Linked DNA regions of Sus scrofa: region 1 is linked to region 2. Evidence: chromatin contacts called from public Hi-C data. All regions are on one chromosome and are shown on one strand. The core of a region is the stretch at or near the end of the contact, and the rest is flanking DNA. Distances in the headings are between cores, read along the strand shown. Region 1 holds the start of RAB5B (ras-related protein Rab-5B). Region 2 holds the start of PYM1 (partner of Y14 and mago).

Region 1 (7,743 bases), core at 2,944-5,443, 44 kb after region 2:
TAGTGTCGAGGAGCTGAGATGTTGGAATCTCCATGCCCCATATACTATCCTTCCCCTCCCTACTCTTGTCCCCAGGTGGTGACTTTGTGGTACAGAGCACCTGAAATCCTTCTGGGCTGCAAATACTACTCTACAGCCGTGGACATCTGGAGCCTGGGCTGCATCTTTGCTGAGATGGTATGCAGGCATGCCCGAGTTCCACCTGGCCCACTCCTCCCCACATTCAGGAACGACAGTACTGTTTCTTGGCCCAGGCTCATGGTCCTTCTCTCATCACAGGATCCCTCCTCTAGAGTAGCACAAAGGAGGTTGGTAGGGAAAGAATAGGACTGTCATCCTCAATGTCTGCCACAGTGTTAGGCTAGCCTCAATCAGCCCTAGCAGCCAGCATTCATGTCTTATCTCCAAACTGAGCTAAATCATTTCTGCAGCCATTTTAGCTTCAGCCTGCTTATATTTGGGAAAATGAGTTCCTTTTAGCATCTCCTTTATTTGGCCTGTAGACCTTACTGTAGGGCACTAGGAACACAGTGGTGAGGCCAACGGTGTTCGCTGTATTCACAACTCTTCTTTAAACTGCAGGCTTAGATCATACCCCCCCTCAACCTCTGGCTTTTCAGATTGAAGGATCCCTAAGGCCCAGTCTTGTAAGGGAGCTCTCATCCCCTTTAATGCAACAGTGGAGTGAGCTGAGTTTTCAAATCAAATCAGCCATATGTTTTATGGTCCCTTATCTGGGTTGTAACTGGGGGCTTGGAGACCATTAGCCTATATATATATATATATACATACATATAATGTGCATTTATCCCCCAGTACATTATCTTACAATTGCCCATATTCGTCTCTCAATTCATCAAAAAATATTTGTTAAGCACCTAGTATGTACCCAGCACCATGCTAGGTGCTGTGGGGAACACAGAAGAAATGGAAGACACAGTCTCTGCCCGCTGTGCTCCTATCTAGAAGTGGCTGCATCACAAGGAGGGGGGATGACCGCAGTGTCTACCCCACACCCCGTGAGTGGCTTGGGATCCCTTTGCTACATGTCAGTGGCACCCCAGACATTCACCCCCTCCCAGCCCCACCCAGCCTTGGGGATCTGCAAAGCCATGGTTGGGGGAAGGAAGGAGGGGGCAAGGAGACAGATGAAGGGACTTCATTGTCTCAGGCTCTGTGTGACTGACCCCATGAAAGACCCTGGGGAGGGAGTCATGGGGCCCTGCTGAACTTCCACTGCCTGTGGGAACCTCCATTATCCAATGGGCAGTTGTGACTGACGTCAATGTGGGTCTCGGCCTTTCCTCTTTCCCCATTTTCAGGTGACCCGCCGGGCTCTGTTCCCTGGAGATTCTGAGATTGACCAGCTCTTCCGGATCTTTCGGACTCTTGGGACCCCAGATGAGGTGGTTTGGCCAGGAGTTACTTCCATGCCTGATTATAAACCGAGTTTCCCTAAGTGGGCCAGGCAAGATTTTAGCAAAGTTGTGCCTCCCCTGGATGAAGATGGACGGAGCTTGTTATCGGTGAGAGTGGGGAGTGGGCACCCATTTCCTCTCATTTACTCCCCCAGGGCTGGGTTTTTCCAGGGTGAAGGAAGAATGAGGCCCTGGACTCCTGGTCTCAGCGTTTCCCTAGCTTGTGCTTCCCTATGGCTGTTGGCGCACCTGTTAGATATAGGGAGGGAGGAAATGGGAACTCTACCTTGGGTGAAAGGAATTGTTTTCCCAATTTCTCAAGATACCTGCTGCCCATTTAGTCCATTATCACGTTACTGAACTCAGCATACATCTCTCCCTCCAGCAAATGCTGCACTACGACCCCAACAAGCGGATTTCAGCAAAGGCAGCTCTGGCTCACCCTTTCTTCCAGGATGTGACCAAGCCAGTACCTCACCTTCGACTTTGATGGCCTTTGTGAACCCTACCCCTCGTCTCACCCTCTCCTCCAGTGGGGGCCTGATCTGGCTTGGCCCAGGGCTTTTAGCCCACTGTTCTTGTCTGGCTGCCTTAGCACTCACCTGCTCCTCTCAGCCAGCCAACTTTGGAGAAACAGGGGGTAGAGGGGAGCAATAGGTGAAATTGAAAGGAAGCTTCAGTATTAGATGCACTTAAGTCAGCCTCCACCACCCTCCCCCCCTCCTCTTAGTCGTTACTTATGAGAGCTGGTATTTAAAAAAAACAAAAAAAAAGACTGACTCTTTCTCCTCCCACCACACAGGGATTGCCATCCAGTCTCTGAAAGCCCAGAAATTATTTTCTGTGTTTGGGAGACCCCAAATCTCCTGCAGCCATTGCGTAAAGCTAACTGATAACAGCGGGGCTAAGTTGGAACTTTTGAAACCCAAGCAAAACAGAAACATAGGGAGGGACCTGTTTTAAAGAATTAGGTTAAAAAAATAGATCCAACCAGTTTATGCCCTAGTTGTAGTGTTTCATCTCACCTAACAGTCTGGGAGATTCAAGACTCCCAGTCTCTGCGGTGCTAGTGAGGCGGCAGTAGAAATGGTTGCTCCTAGTCTTCTTGCCTGTCCCTCCTACAGGCAAGAGGTGTCTGGGAGGCTCTGGGACAAAGACAATGCTTCACTGAGGCCTTAAGAGGCAAGTGAAAAATGTTTGAATTTTTCTCTTCCTTTTAAGAGTCTTAGTTCATCAGGTGCTAAGTCCTATCTTCCTCTGAAGGCCACCCTCATAAGAGTGAAAGTTAAGGTTTAGACATCGTTTTGAGAATGCTGACACTTTTTTAGGGCTGTGACTGAGTGGGGGCATTGGGGAAAAAATATTTCTTTAAAAGAAGGATGAACAATTATATTTATATTTCAGGTTATAGTAGTTTTTTAAGTGGGAATGGGTGGATTTGTTGCCCTGTGCACCTTGGGGTTTATAATGCAAATGTTTTTAAAAAATTTTTTTTTCTTTTTATGATTTTGTCTCTTTCCTCCAACCTTTTGTCCTTGAGTGTTCTTGCTGTTAACATTATTTGTAATTTAGTTTATAATTCATTAAAAAAAAGTTCTTAGTTTTATAGCTCATCTCTGTGTTTTACTGAAAGAATGGTGTGTGAGAGAATATGAATGTATGCGATAATTGGTTTCAGACTCCTTTTCCTAATCTCTGTGCAGGGCTACCCACCCCATCCCCATTTTGATCTCTGTGATGCAACTGGGATAGTGCCGAGGGTGGGCAAGGTGGGAATTATTGCCCTGATTTTACAGCTAGGGAAACCGAAGCTTATGTATTTCCTACTTCTCTTTCCCCACAAACTTACATCTCTCCTTGCCCCCACAACACCTACACATAGACATATATCCCATACACATACGTACGAGGTGCCAGTTCCAGAATTTCAAGGTTAGGGTTTAGGAGCAGCAGTATGTTTGGAACTGGGCTCCATGGGAATTTGCATTGACATTGCATTTCCCAGGAAGCTCCCCTTTTTTTCCTTTTTGTTTCATATCACAAACGGTAAAGTTTTCCAAAGTAGTTTATTCATATTTACGTACAATTGAGAATATATCAATCGTCTTATGAAAAATTACTATAACAGGGCTAAAGCCTCCTCAAGTTACCACTTCTAGGAGTTGCCATTGTTTCATCTCACCAAAAAAAATCTCAGACTGCCCGTGGGCCACCCTTCGGAGCCCCACTGAAAGGAGGAAGCACCGATGTGAAGGGTACTTAAATTCCCAGGCTCCAGGTCCCGGAGAGAAGTATTTCCCTTACGCCCGCGAATTTGTCATAGAGGGCGGGGCGCTGAAGGCAGGCCTGCCGAATACGGGGGAGGGGCGGAGGTCAGTAGCGGCCTTCCAAAGCCTTTCGACCCCGCCTTGCCTGCCATTCAAGTCTCGAATTTTCGAAGTACTGGTTAAAATTTCACTTTGACCCGCCTCCGTCGCTCACCTGATTAGATGTTTATGAGTCAAAAGGCGGGGTCATGAGGATGTCGAGAGTTTATTGGTTGAGGTACACGCCTGTTAGTGGTGTACCGCCCCCTATCTCGGGGAGCTCACTCTTTAGTGGCTCCTCACCTCGTCCATCTCCAAGGTTTCCCTCTCTGTATTGGTGCAGAGACCCGTCTGTCCAGTCCTTTTCTCGTACTCATTGGTGATAGCGCCGAAAGAGATCCGCCTTTCTCCAGAGGATTGGCGGATTAGGGCGCACAGAGCCCACCCTCTGTGGTAGGCGGGTAGTCGTGCAATTGGCTGGGGCCCCCGCCCCAGGGCGAGGAGGAGGAGGAGGGGCAGGAGGGTTTGGTTGAGCTGCAGCTGTTTGTCTGTTCGACACAGGCTTGGGCCCGACGGGGGAGACGGAGCCCCAGGTACCTGGCTGATGGAGCCCGCAAGGGCAGGGGCGGAGGCGCCCCGGAGAGGAGAGCGGCCTGGCCTGAGGGCAGAGGCGGGTCTAGGCCTCCGCGAGGGGTTGGAGTGGCCCACTGGAGAGGGGAGAAGGGGGCCGGGCCCCAGCAGGCCTAATGGGGGCGCTGAGGAGGGGGCCGGGCGGGCTGGGAGCCCGAAGTTGGTGAGTCGGGAAGGCGGCTGGGTGGTGTTGGCTGCCGGGCTGGGCGCCGGCGCGGGAGGCCCGTGGCTCGCGTGCGGGCAGGGGCAGGCCTCTTTGAGCCTCGCCGAAGAGGGAGGAGCTGGGGAGATGGGATGGGGCGGCGGGTGAGGTAAGCCCATGCCGGGAGGTGAGGAGGGGTCAAGCCCGACGCCCGGGCCCCGAGGGGAACCGGGGCTGAGGCTCTCTCGAGAGGTCTCAGTGGAAGGGCCAGAGAAAGGTTCTTAGCTGTGTAAGAGGCATTCTTTTCGGGCAAAGTGACTATTATAAAAATAACTAGGGTGCTCCAGAGTTGAGCCGACAGGGATTTGGGTTCAGTGAGGGAGAACCGAGACAAGCCAAGAGAGCTTTCTTAATCTAGAAGACTCGGAACTGGAGCAAGGGAAGCAGGGTCTCGCATCAGTTATGGGAGCTGCTGGGAATGCTAAAGGGTGAGCTAGAGGCTCAGGGTCTTGCGAGAACTCATGCTTTTGTTCCCATTACGTGTGGAGATGTGGTAACTTGAAGTTTTTTGGTACTCCTGGGGTAGCCAATGAAGACAAAAGTAATTTTTTTTTTCTCTAACTGTTGGCCGTTCACACACTTTAGACTGCAGTCTCTGTTTCTTCTTACCTCCTGTTTCATGTCCTGTGAAAAAGCTAAGAAGTCGGCTTTGGGGGTGTTCATTCTTTCTTTCCTACTTAATAATGTGGTCTTTATTGGATACCTTGTCTCTGACCCAGCAATGGAGAATCAGTGATTTATTTTCTGCACTGGAAATGGACTTAGGGATCCCGCAGCCATCCAGAGACCTTCTGACCATAGTTGGGGAAACTTTCGTGGCACTTGGACTTGGGTATTTCCCAGGCAGGTAATGGTTAGGTGGAACCAAGCCTGGAAATATGAGGTGATATCACTGAGGAAGGGATTTGGGGAAGAGTGAGAAATTCCATTCCAGAAGGTTGGCATCACCCCTGTTCTTTGTCTCCTTCTTCAGGAGCCCCGGTCTCTGAGCTATTAGAAAGTTGGGTCAGATGGAGAGGCACTTGGGGAAGGAGGTGAGTAGAGAAAAGGAAAATGGATTTAATAAGATGTGAGAGTCCCCTCCTCCCATATATTTTGAATGCTCTACTGACCTCATTAGTCCCCTCCATAGATTGGAGCTTATTGGATTTTCCCTTATTATACTTCCCTCTTTTTCCCTTTTATACCAGCATATTTTGTAACGACATTTCTTCTTAATTAGAAAAGTAATATGTACATATTTTTAAATATTCAAGTTTTACAGAAGTATAAAAAGTATAAATCCTCCCACATATACCTCCCTCCTTTCATCCAGAAAGGTCAGAGATAAGAGATAGCAGATCAGACTAATCTTACTTCCCTTTGGGGGATATGCCACCCAAGGCAATTCTGTTTTCATGTTCCCACCAAACTCTGGTTTCTCATTCTTACAGTTTCCCTTCTGAGATGATACTCTGTTATTTATTGTGCTCCTTTCGCAGTTCATTTTGTCTTGCTTTTATCAAATTCAGACAAGCAGAGAGTTGTGCTCAGGGTTATCCCTCACATCCTTACACACACACACACACAAAAAAAAAAAAAAACACACTTTGTGTAGTGGGTATTCTAGGAAATGCCCAAATAGATGGCCAAAACTTCTTTTTCTTTTATGGGCAGGAAAGATCAGTGAATCATTTCGTTTGAGTGAATTATTGGCATCTCTGCCGAAGTGAGGAATTTGAGACTTCTATCTTCTGGTTCATGGTCTCTGCGTGTTCAGAGTATGTGACTGTCCATTCATTATCCCAAAAGAAGAGGCTAGTTCTCCTAAGGGGCCCCTGTATCTGTCTTTCTATAGTGATAGAAGAAGCTTCCAAATTTCTCTGAATTTGAAATCAGTTTTCCTTTAAATCTCAGTACAGCTGGGACATTTACTATACCACCTTCTTAGTTGAATTTGCCCTTACTGGCTTTAGAAGCTCTATAATGTGCCCAGCCTTTGTACGGTGCCCTCAGAAACCTGGATTATTGCCCCCCACCCCACCCCTGGAGCTTTTATTTTCTCTCCTGCAAAGCCAGTCCTAGAGAAAATTGTGTAGATGTGTATGTGTGTATTTGTATTCTAAATCCTCACTAGGCTTTGCCATTTCCTGCATCCTGATGATATCTTGTCACTTTCTTCTATACATCCTTTCTTGTCTTTTCCACTTTTTCCTTAATCAAAGTTTTCCTTCAAAAAATGATCTGGAGGAGTTCCCATTGCGGCTCAGTGGGTTAAGAACCCGACTGGTATCCATAAGGATGTGCTGGCCTTGCTCAGTAGGTTAAGGGTCCAGTGTTGCCACAAACTGTGGTGTAGGTGGCAAATACAGCTTGAATCCAGCATGTCTGTGGTGTAGGCCAGCAGCTGCAGGTCCAATTCGACTCCCTAGCCTGGGAACTTCCTTAGGCCACAGGTTCAGCCCTAAAAAGCAAAAAAAAAAAAGAAAGAAAGAAAAAAGGAAATCTGGACTTGCTCCATATTCAGGTATAAATAACAATCACTTAAAGTATTAACCTTCCAAGAGTATTTGCTTCTTAAGAGGAAGCTAAGGAGTGGAATTATCAATATAGAATTTCAATTGTATATCTGAAGTTAAAAAATATATTTGAAATATATTTGGAGAAGAGGACTTTCCCATTGCCATTGAAGTCTTACCTCATCTCTTCAACTATTAATTAACTTTGCCCAGAAGCAAGGATTGCTCTCCTATAGTTTGCTTGTTTGTGTGCATTGATATGAATTTGACTTATGAGGGGACTTAGGGTAGGAGAATCCAGTGTATACAACCTGCTCCCTTATCCTAAGGCATTTCAGATTGGAAAAGAACCAAAGTATAAGAGAATGAATTTAAAATAAGGAAATGCTACAGCCTTCTAGGAGGAAGGATACCTTAAAACCCTGCACAAATACACTCCCACTTCCCAAGAATGTTTTAGGAAAGATTTAGTCATTTACTGATAGTAACTGAACTGAGGAAGGAGCCACCAAGGTGAGCAGTGTGTGCAGATTTTGGGGCCAGGTTGTAGTTTCTATTGAGGGGCAGTAGGTACCTTTTCAGAGTGTCCTCTAGCTCTGTGATGGTATGATTTAAAGAAACAAAACAAAACAAAAACAAAAACTTGCATTTCTCAAATCCGAGAGTTAATAGAGATATTGACCCAAAGC
Region 2 (7,131 bases), core at 3,500-5,999:
TAGAGGGGTATCCTGTAAAAATGCTTGATCGATATTTCTCAAAACCCTCAAGATCATCAAAAATAAAGTCTGAGAAACTGTCACAGCTGATAGGAGCTTAAGGAGATATGAGAACTAAATGTAATATGGTATCCTGGATGGGATCTTGGAACAGAGAAAAAAATCAGGTAAAACTAAGAAAATCTGAATAATGTAGGGACCTTAGTTAGTAACAATGTATGAATACTGTTTCATCAATTGCAATAAAGACACCATATAATGTAAGATGTTAATAGCGGAAACTGAGTGTAAGATATATGGGAATTGTCTGTTATCATTTTCTCAATTTTTCTATAAATCTAAAATCCTTCTAAAAAAATCTATTTAAAAATTTTTAAAAAGAGAGAAAAATGGTGCAACATATTGATCCTGGGTTGGCTAGAACAATGGTGCCTTTAACAGAAATAAGGGAGGAAAAACTGATACTGATTATGGTCAGACTGGATTTAAGGTGTAACAGTATATCCAAGAATGAAAGCTACTCACCAACAATTAGAAAAGGGAATTGGCAACTCAGGAGAGGCTGGTGCTAGAAATAAACCATTGTAAAGAGCTAAGGAACAAAAAAACAGTGAGGAAATAGAAGTAGTTATGTGTAGACCTGACATTCAAGAAATCAGGCTATGAACAGGATAAGAAGCAGAAACAGAGCTCCCACAGTGCAGTAGATTAAGTATCCAGCATTGTCTTTGCAGTGGCGTGGGTATGATCCCTGGACCAGCACAGTGGGTTAAGGATCCAGCATTGCCACAGCTATGGCATAGGTCACAGCTGCTTCTTGGATTCAATAACTGGCCTGGGAACTTCCACATGTCGCAAGTGTGGCCAAAAAAAAAAAAAAAAAAAAAAAAAAGAAGAAGAAAGAAAAAGAAAAATAACAAACCACCTTGATTTTTCAATGAAACAGAAAGTGAGGCCATTTGCCACAAGAAGCATTAAAAGGGATGGTCACAGAATGCTGGGAAAAGCAGGGGAAATAGCCATGGCAGAATGTAAGCAAATCGAGAAAGAAGAATTGAAGCTGTGATCTTGGCTGAAGTTAACATTAAGTTATATTATACTGAAGGTGTATATCTGTGTCTTTTCTCTAGCCATGTACTAGGGCCTAGAAGCAGAAGCCAAGAAAACAGGTGATAGGATGATCAAGGTAACAGAAGTGCTGACTTAGTACAGAAGATCAAAATGAATGAAGAAAGCAATGATGATATAGTGACTCGTCACATAGGTCTAGCAGGGCAGCATCAAAAGTAGTCATGAAGAAGTTCCTGCCATGGCACAGTGGGTTAAGAATACCACTACAGTGGCTCAGGTCACTGTGGGTTTGAGCCTTGGCCTGGTACAGTGGGTTAAAGGATCCAACAACCACAGTGTAGGTCGCAGCTGTGATGCGGCTTCAATCCCTGGCCAGAGAACTTCCACAGATCAAAAGTGTGGCCATAAAATTAAAAAAAAAAAAAAAAGTCATCATGAACATACTGGTGGACTCACCAAAATGGGAAATGTCAAGCACCAGAGAACCTAAGGAGGGGAAAAAAGCCGATTCTGTGGGTGTATAAGTAATAAAGGTGATTGGGTAAAGAAGCTAAAATAAGTGATGGAGGAGCACCTGAAGGGGGAGGCAGTGTCATAGGTGAGGTCCTATGTAGTAGGTCCAGATTGTAGTGACTGTGATGTGTAACTGGTTTGAAAATTCAAAGGAAAGTCAATGGTCTCATTCGGAGGAACTAAAAAGATAAGAGTATTCCAAAGATGTTGCAGTTACTGAGAATAAGTGGTGACACTGAGAAACAGAATGGAGAAAAAAATATGATACAACACCTTTGGGTCCTTGTGGGCAGTGGATGATGGCCCTGAGGTTTTAGAGAAAATGCTCTAGCTGCATTGCAATACCTATGAGAATTACAGTGACAGTGGTAGATCAATGTGCTGGAATTAGGGAAATAAAAAAGCAATGTGATTCCTTCTCCTTTTCCACATAGAGATAACAGAAGATACCTCTTGGTGGGAGAGTAGGGCAAGATGTGATATCTGGATTTTCACTAAATCAGAAAGAAAAGGGAGTTATGGAGTTCCCAATGTGGTGCAACAAAATGGGTGATGTCTCTGCAGTGCCAGGACACAGGTTCAATCCCTGGCCAGGCACAGTGGGTTAAACAATCCAGTGTTACCATTGCTTCGGCACAGGTAGCAACTGTGGTTCGGATCAGATCCCTGGCCTAGGAGGGTACTACATATGCCCTGAGGTGGCCAAAAAAGACCCAAAAAAAAAAAAAAAAAAAGCGCAGTGGGGGATTATCACATCAAAGCAAGTTGAGGATATGGCATTATCACTGCAGCAGCTTGGGGCACTACCATCCCACGGGTTCGATCCTTGACCTGGGAATTTCTTAGTATCATGCGTACCGCCAAAAAAATAGAAAATGAGTAATGTTTTCAAAGTACACATTGAAAGGAATTAGTTGAAGAAGGACCTACTATGTAGAGTGCAGAAGAGATTGTATCACTATGAAATGTGAGGTTGCAGAGAAATAGCAGAGACTTGGGTCGTCATTAAACATGATAGGAGAGGTGGGTGAGATGTAACATGGAAAACATCAAAGCAAGAAGCATAAAAGGTACATTTTAAAACAGACTGCATGTACCAAAGCACACACACACACCATCACTTCTACAGAATACACATACACAATGAGGGTGACAAAAACCAGTTAACACCTTGCCTTATACAACAGTTTATAAATCGCTTTCACATACACTATCTTATCTGATCATCACTGAGTAAATATTACTATGCACATTTTTCTAAAGATGAGTAAATTAGGATGGGACACAACCAAAATGAAAATCTTGATTCTCAGTTTTCAACACGTAAACCTCACATACACAGGAGACACTTAAGCATCTCAATCAGACAGGCTGGAAATTCTTTTCTATGCATAAGGAATAGTGGGTTCTATAAATTTGTCCGAGGGCTTGCTAAAGGCCACTAAACACTTTCTTGTTTGCCTTCTTCCTCCTTAGATCCCTCAACTCCAGTCACCATCACCAGAGAAGGTACAGAAGGGTGGTGCCATCAAGGAGAAAACTCTAGCTGAAAGTTTTAATATGTTCCACTTCCCTTCACACCTCTGAACTTGAATGACCCAACGATGAAGATGAGGGAGTGGAAAAAGCACTATGCAGCAATGAGGAGGGCTCCAATAGATATAGCTTTCAGAAAAAGAATTAAAACGGGACTGGGATAGGGCAAAAAGCAGGCATACTGAGATGGGGGAGGGGAAGAGGGGAAAAGCAGGAATTGGAGGGAACTGAGAGTGGAGGAGCCCCCCCAAGGCTGAAGAACCCAAAGCAGATATAGAGACTCCAACTGCTGGAGAAAAGCTAAGGGTCCACGAGGGTCCCGGAGCAAAGACCAGCACTGAAGGACCCCTGGGTTTGGGTGACCGGAAGCGGAGACCCCCAAACACGAGACCAGAAGGGGGCGCAGGTGACACCCCGTAGGAGAGAATGAATGGGGAAGGCGGTCCGGAGGGCGGGGCAAAGGAGGGGCCCCGGGATGGGCGGGGCACAGACCCCTTTCCAAGTCCGAACCCCTGCCCCGAGAGCCCGGGGAGAAGCGGCTCCGCGTCTCCCGCACTCACCGCCGGTCTCGTCAGTTACATAGGGAGTCGCCATCTTGAAAACGCAAACCACTTCCGGCGTGAGCGGGCTGGGGTCCCGCCCCCCTCCCCACCGGAAGTGGAGTGGATCGCAGCAAGCCACCATTTTAGTCTTAAAGGGAGAGTACACCATTTCATAGACTGAAGCGGAGGAGGAGGAAGCGAGTAGAAGCGGAAGACTTTAATCTAAGAGCCCGTGGGCTCTTTTACTGCCACTGATACCGTTAAGTGAGCGCCTGCTGCGTATATAGCAGTTCTCTGGATGCCGAGAAAAGTTCCGAGGCACAGCTCCTCTCCTCATAGACACTCTTCGTCCGTCTAGGACCTGCGAGAGAAAAGGGGGCAAGGCCCACCTGCACCCAGGAAGGGAGGAGGGGCTAATAAGTGAGAAAAGGAAGAATATTCAGGCCCGAGCCTGAACCCAGGTCCCAGAGCATCTGGGGGACCTGGGGCGGGGCAGCGTAGCTCTGGGAACGCACTGGGGCGCTCCATGTTGGGGGCGAAGACCCCAACTGACCCTCTCTTAGAAGGTGGGGAGGTCGAAAGCGCGTGCTAATTGCCCTTGGCCGCTCAGCTCGACCCTTCGAACCGAGAACCGCGAGAGGGGCGTGCAATGCGGAGGACGCTGCCGGTCAGTCACCTGTCCCCGCAGCCTCAGAGTTGCCCGCGGCTTCTACGGCTTTGGAGGCGGCGGGCCAGGCTGGGCGGGCAGCCCTGGCCTGGCTCTGCCCCTGGAGCGGTCCCGGAGACTCGGGCGACGAAGTGACTACGGCCCCAGTTTGCTCCGGCCTTCGACTCGGGACCCTTCTCGGGCTTGGCCCCAGGGTCAGGAGGGCAAGGTGAAGGCTTCTGGGCGGACCCAGTTAGTATTCTAATTAACCTCGTCCGAGGCACTGTGACTGGGGATCCAAAGCAGGGCAATGCGCCAATAATCTGGGCCATGCGGTCACTCCCTCTGCAGCCCTGCCCTGCCCCGTGCCTCCCAATTCTTTAGACAACCCAAAGGTTCTCCCTCCCCCTCTCTTTTCGGCAAATCTCGTTCCTTCTGGGCTAAGTCCTGCTGAACTCGTTTCCCTGCAGCTTGGGAGGGGCCGGCTACAGGTTCCTCTCCTCAGGTGTCTGCCCTGCCCCCTTCTCCCCTCATGTTGCTTTTTCCTTATTCACTCGTTTATCTTCCTCCAAATCCCCCACTTTGGTTTAGGTTGATATCCAACAGAAGGACTTACTGGCCACCTCTTACACCAGTCTGCATTTCCCACTTAAAGAACAACAACAACAAATCCTAAGAGCAGTGGCTGACCAGGAACTTGCTACAGCTTTGAAATGAAACTTGAGAAGTTTTCTAGGGTCACAGCTTGCCTTCCCTCCCATACTTCACCTTCCCGAGTCCCACCAGAGATCCAATTCAGAAGATCTCAGGAGTTCCCGTCGTGGCGCAGTGGTTAACGAATCCGACTAGGAACCATGAGGTTGCAGGTTCGGTCCCTGCCCTTGCTCAGTGGGTTAACGATTCGGCGTTGCCGTGAGCTGTGGTGTAGGTTGCAGACGCGGCTCGGATCCTGCGTTGCTGTGGCTCTGGCGTAGGCCGGTGGCTAGAGCTCCGATTCAACCCCTAGCCTGGGAACCTCCATATGCTGCGGGAGCGGCCCAAGAAATAGCAACAACAACAAAAGACAAAAAAAAAAAAAAAAAAAAAGATCTCAAAAAGACTCATTTAAAAACTGACTTGCATTCAATACAAAGTCATTGCAAGTGTTCTAACACTGCCATCTTTAACCCCTGCTCTTTCAACAAATGTGCTTCATCCCTGCTGGGTTTAGTATCCTGTCCGTAGCCCTGTTACTAATGATTAAAGGTAGGAGTAAGATGAAGCTTGTAAAAACTAGTGGGATGCATTGGTCCTTACTGTACTGAGAAGTTCTGGTACTAGTACTAGTGGGCTAATCTATGGACCTTTCTGCAAGAAGCAGTCCTAAAGTGGCTCCTGTTGACCACCCAATCCTAGGCCCCCTATATGCCCTCAGTCATCCTGCCTCAGTTCTGGGGTTGACAGGAAATGAAACTCAGTTGTCTGCCTAGTAGACCTGCCTGGGACCCAACCCTGAACTCCGGATGTGCCCCCCCACACACACCACCCTGAGGAGGAAGAGGGGAACGAAGAGGCTGGGGAGAACAAGGCTGTTGTTTTTTCCTTTCCCTTTGTTCATTGTGGTTTCTTTCTTTCTGATTTTTATGATGTGGTTGATTAAAGAAATGAGCACCTGGAACTGTAGGCATTAGACGCCTCCTCCTTAGATGTTTCTTGGCCTTTCTTCCTCCCACCCCAACCAATAACTGACTGGGGTATGATGGAGCCCAGACCCTAAAGAAGACACATGTCTAGAGTATGACTGATTCCAACTTATTCCATACTAAATCACCTCATGACCCACTTTGAAGTCTAAAAAAATATCTTAAAAGGAGCATCCTTAACTTCATGTAGGCACACAGCTGAGAATGATGGAGTAAGAAACACAAGTCATACATAGGGTGATAGCACTGCAAGTGTTATCTGCAAGGAAAGCTGAGTACCTTAAGGCTTAGTATCATTCCAGGATTTCTATGTGAGGGGCTCAGCGGCAGAAAACTGATTGGAAGAGGGGCTAGGGGATCTGTTCTTACTTCTACTGAATGTTTGTTTAGGATGGATTACAGTGGGAAGGCCTTACACGCACAGCCACACACAGCAAGCCACTCTTTGGTGCGGTCCCTAAGCTGGGCTATGTCTTTGGATGTCCTGCAGAACTAAGTACAGACCTGGTGCATAATAAGCCTTCAAAAGTACTTATGATTCTATGACTAAGGAGGTCATATAAGAAGGGGAGAGGAAGGATGGGGAGTGGCAGGATCCTGGTCCTTTTTAGAGGGAATGTCCTTGTCTTTTTAAGATTAGAGGGAAGACAGGAGCAGAGGCCCTCTCTAACCCCTGCTTCAGACTCCAGTTCAGATGCAACAACAATACTTCCAAACCCTATTACTCAGCAGCTGTATTTCTGATAAAAATGGAGGATTCTCTTCCAACAAGTCTATCTTGAAACAGTCAAGAACTGCTTAGATCCCTCTGTTTCCACTAGAGGGCCTCCTGTATTCATTCCTTCTCTCCATCCCCCACCAAAAGTATGTATATATTATATGTGTGTTTGTATGTGTGTACATACACAACAGGCAACAGGCACACACACCCTTCCAATCAGAGCTCTCCCCTCCCCCTCTCTTCCACTAACAGGAGTAAGAGGGAAGATTCCAGGAGCTCAAGCTTTTGTTACTTATGTTACTTCATTGAAGGGTAGGAGGGGGTTAGACAAGGTTGGGGCGGGGCCAGGGAACAGGATGCCTAGGTCCTCAGTTCCTACCAGTAAGTCCCTAGGCCTCTGTCTGTCTCCCTTGCTCTACC

Evidence for each region. A called contact is a pair of places that touch in the nucleus more often than the background predicts.
Region 1: a contact with region 2 is called in a Hi-C map of liver, with 2.7 times the contacts expected there. The contact joins the promoter of RAB5B here to the promoter of PYM1 in region 2. A contact is called at or near these places in 10 of 47 Hi-C or Micro-C datasets (embryonic fibroblasts, epiblast stem cells, fetal skeletal muscle and 3 more) and 2 of 2 datasets of contacts at active chromatin or transcription factors (alveolar macrophages and skeletal muscle).

Annotation. Positions count from the first base shown.
Region 1 is chr5:21,369,140-21,376,882 of Sscrofa11.1, forward strand. It overlaps RAB5B (ras-related protein Rab-5B), which reads left to right and starts at 4,194. Exons shown (of 6, transcript XM_021091797.1): 1 at 4,194-4,317. CDK2 (cyclin dependent kinase 2) reads left to right here. Exons shown (of 7, transcript NM_001285465.1): 5 at 76-177; 6 at 1,323-1,526; 7 at 1,804-2,864. The coding sequence ends at 1,908.
Region 2 is chr5:21,324,580-21,331,710 of Sscrofa11.1, forward strand. It overlaps PYM1 (partner of Y14 and mago), which reads right to left and starts at 4,750. Exons shown (of 4, transcript XM_005663885.3): 1 at 4,339-4,750; 2 at 3,921-4,051. The coding sequence starts at 3,999. It overlaps DGKA (diacylglycerol kinase alpha), which reads left to right and starts at 7,071. Exons shown (of 24, transcript NM_214032.2): 1 at 7,071-7,131.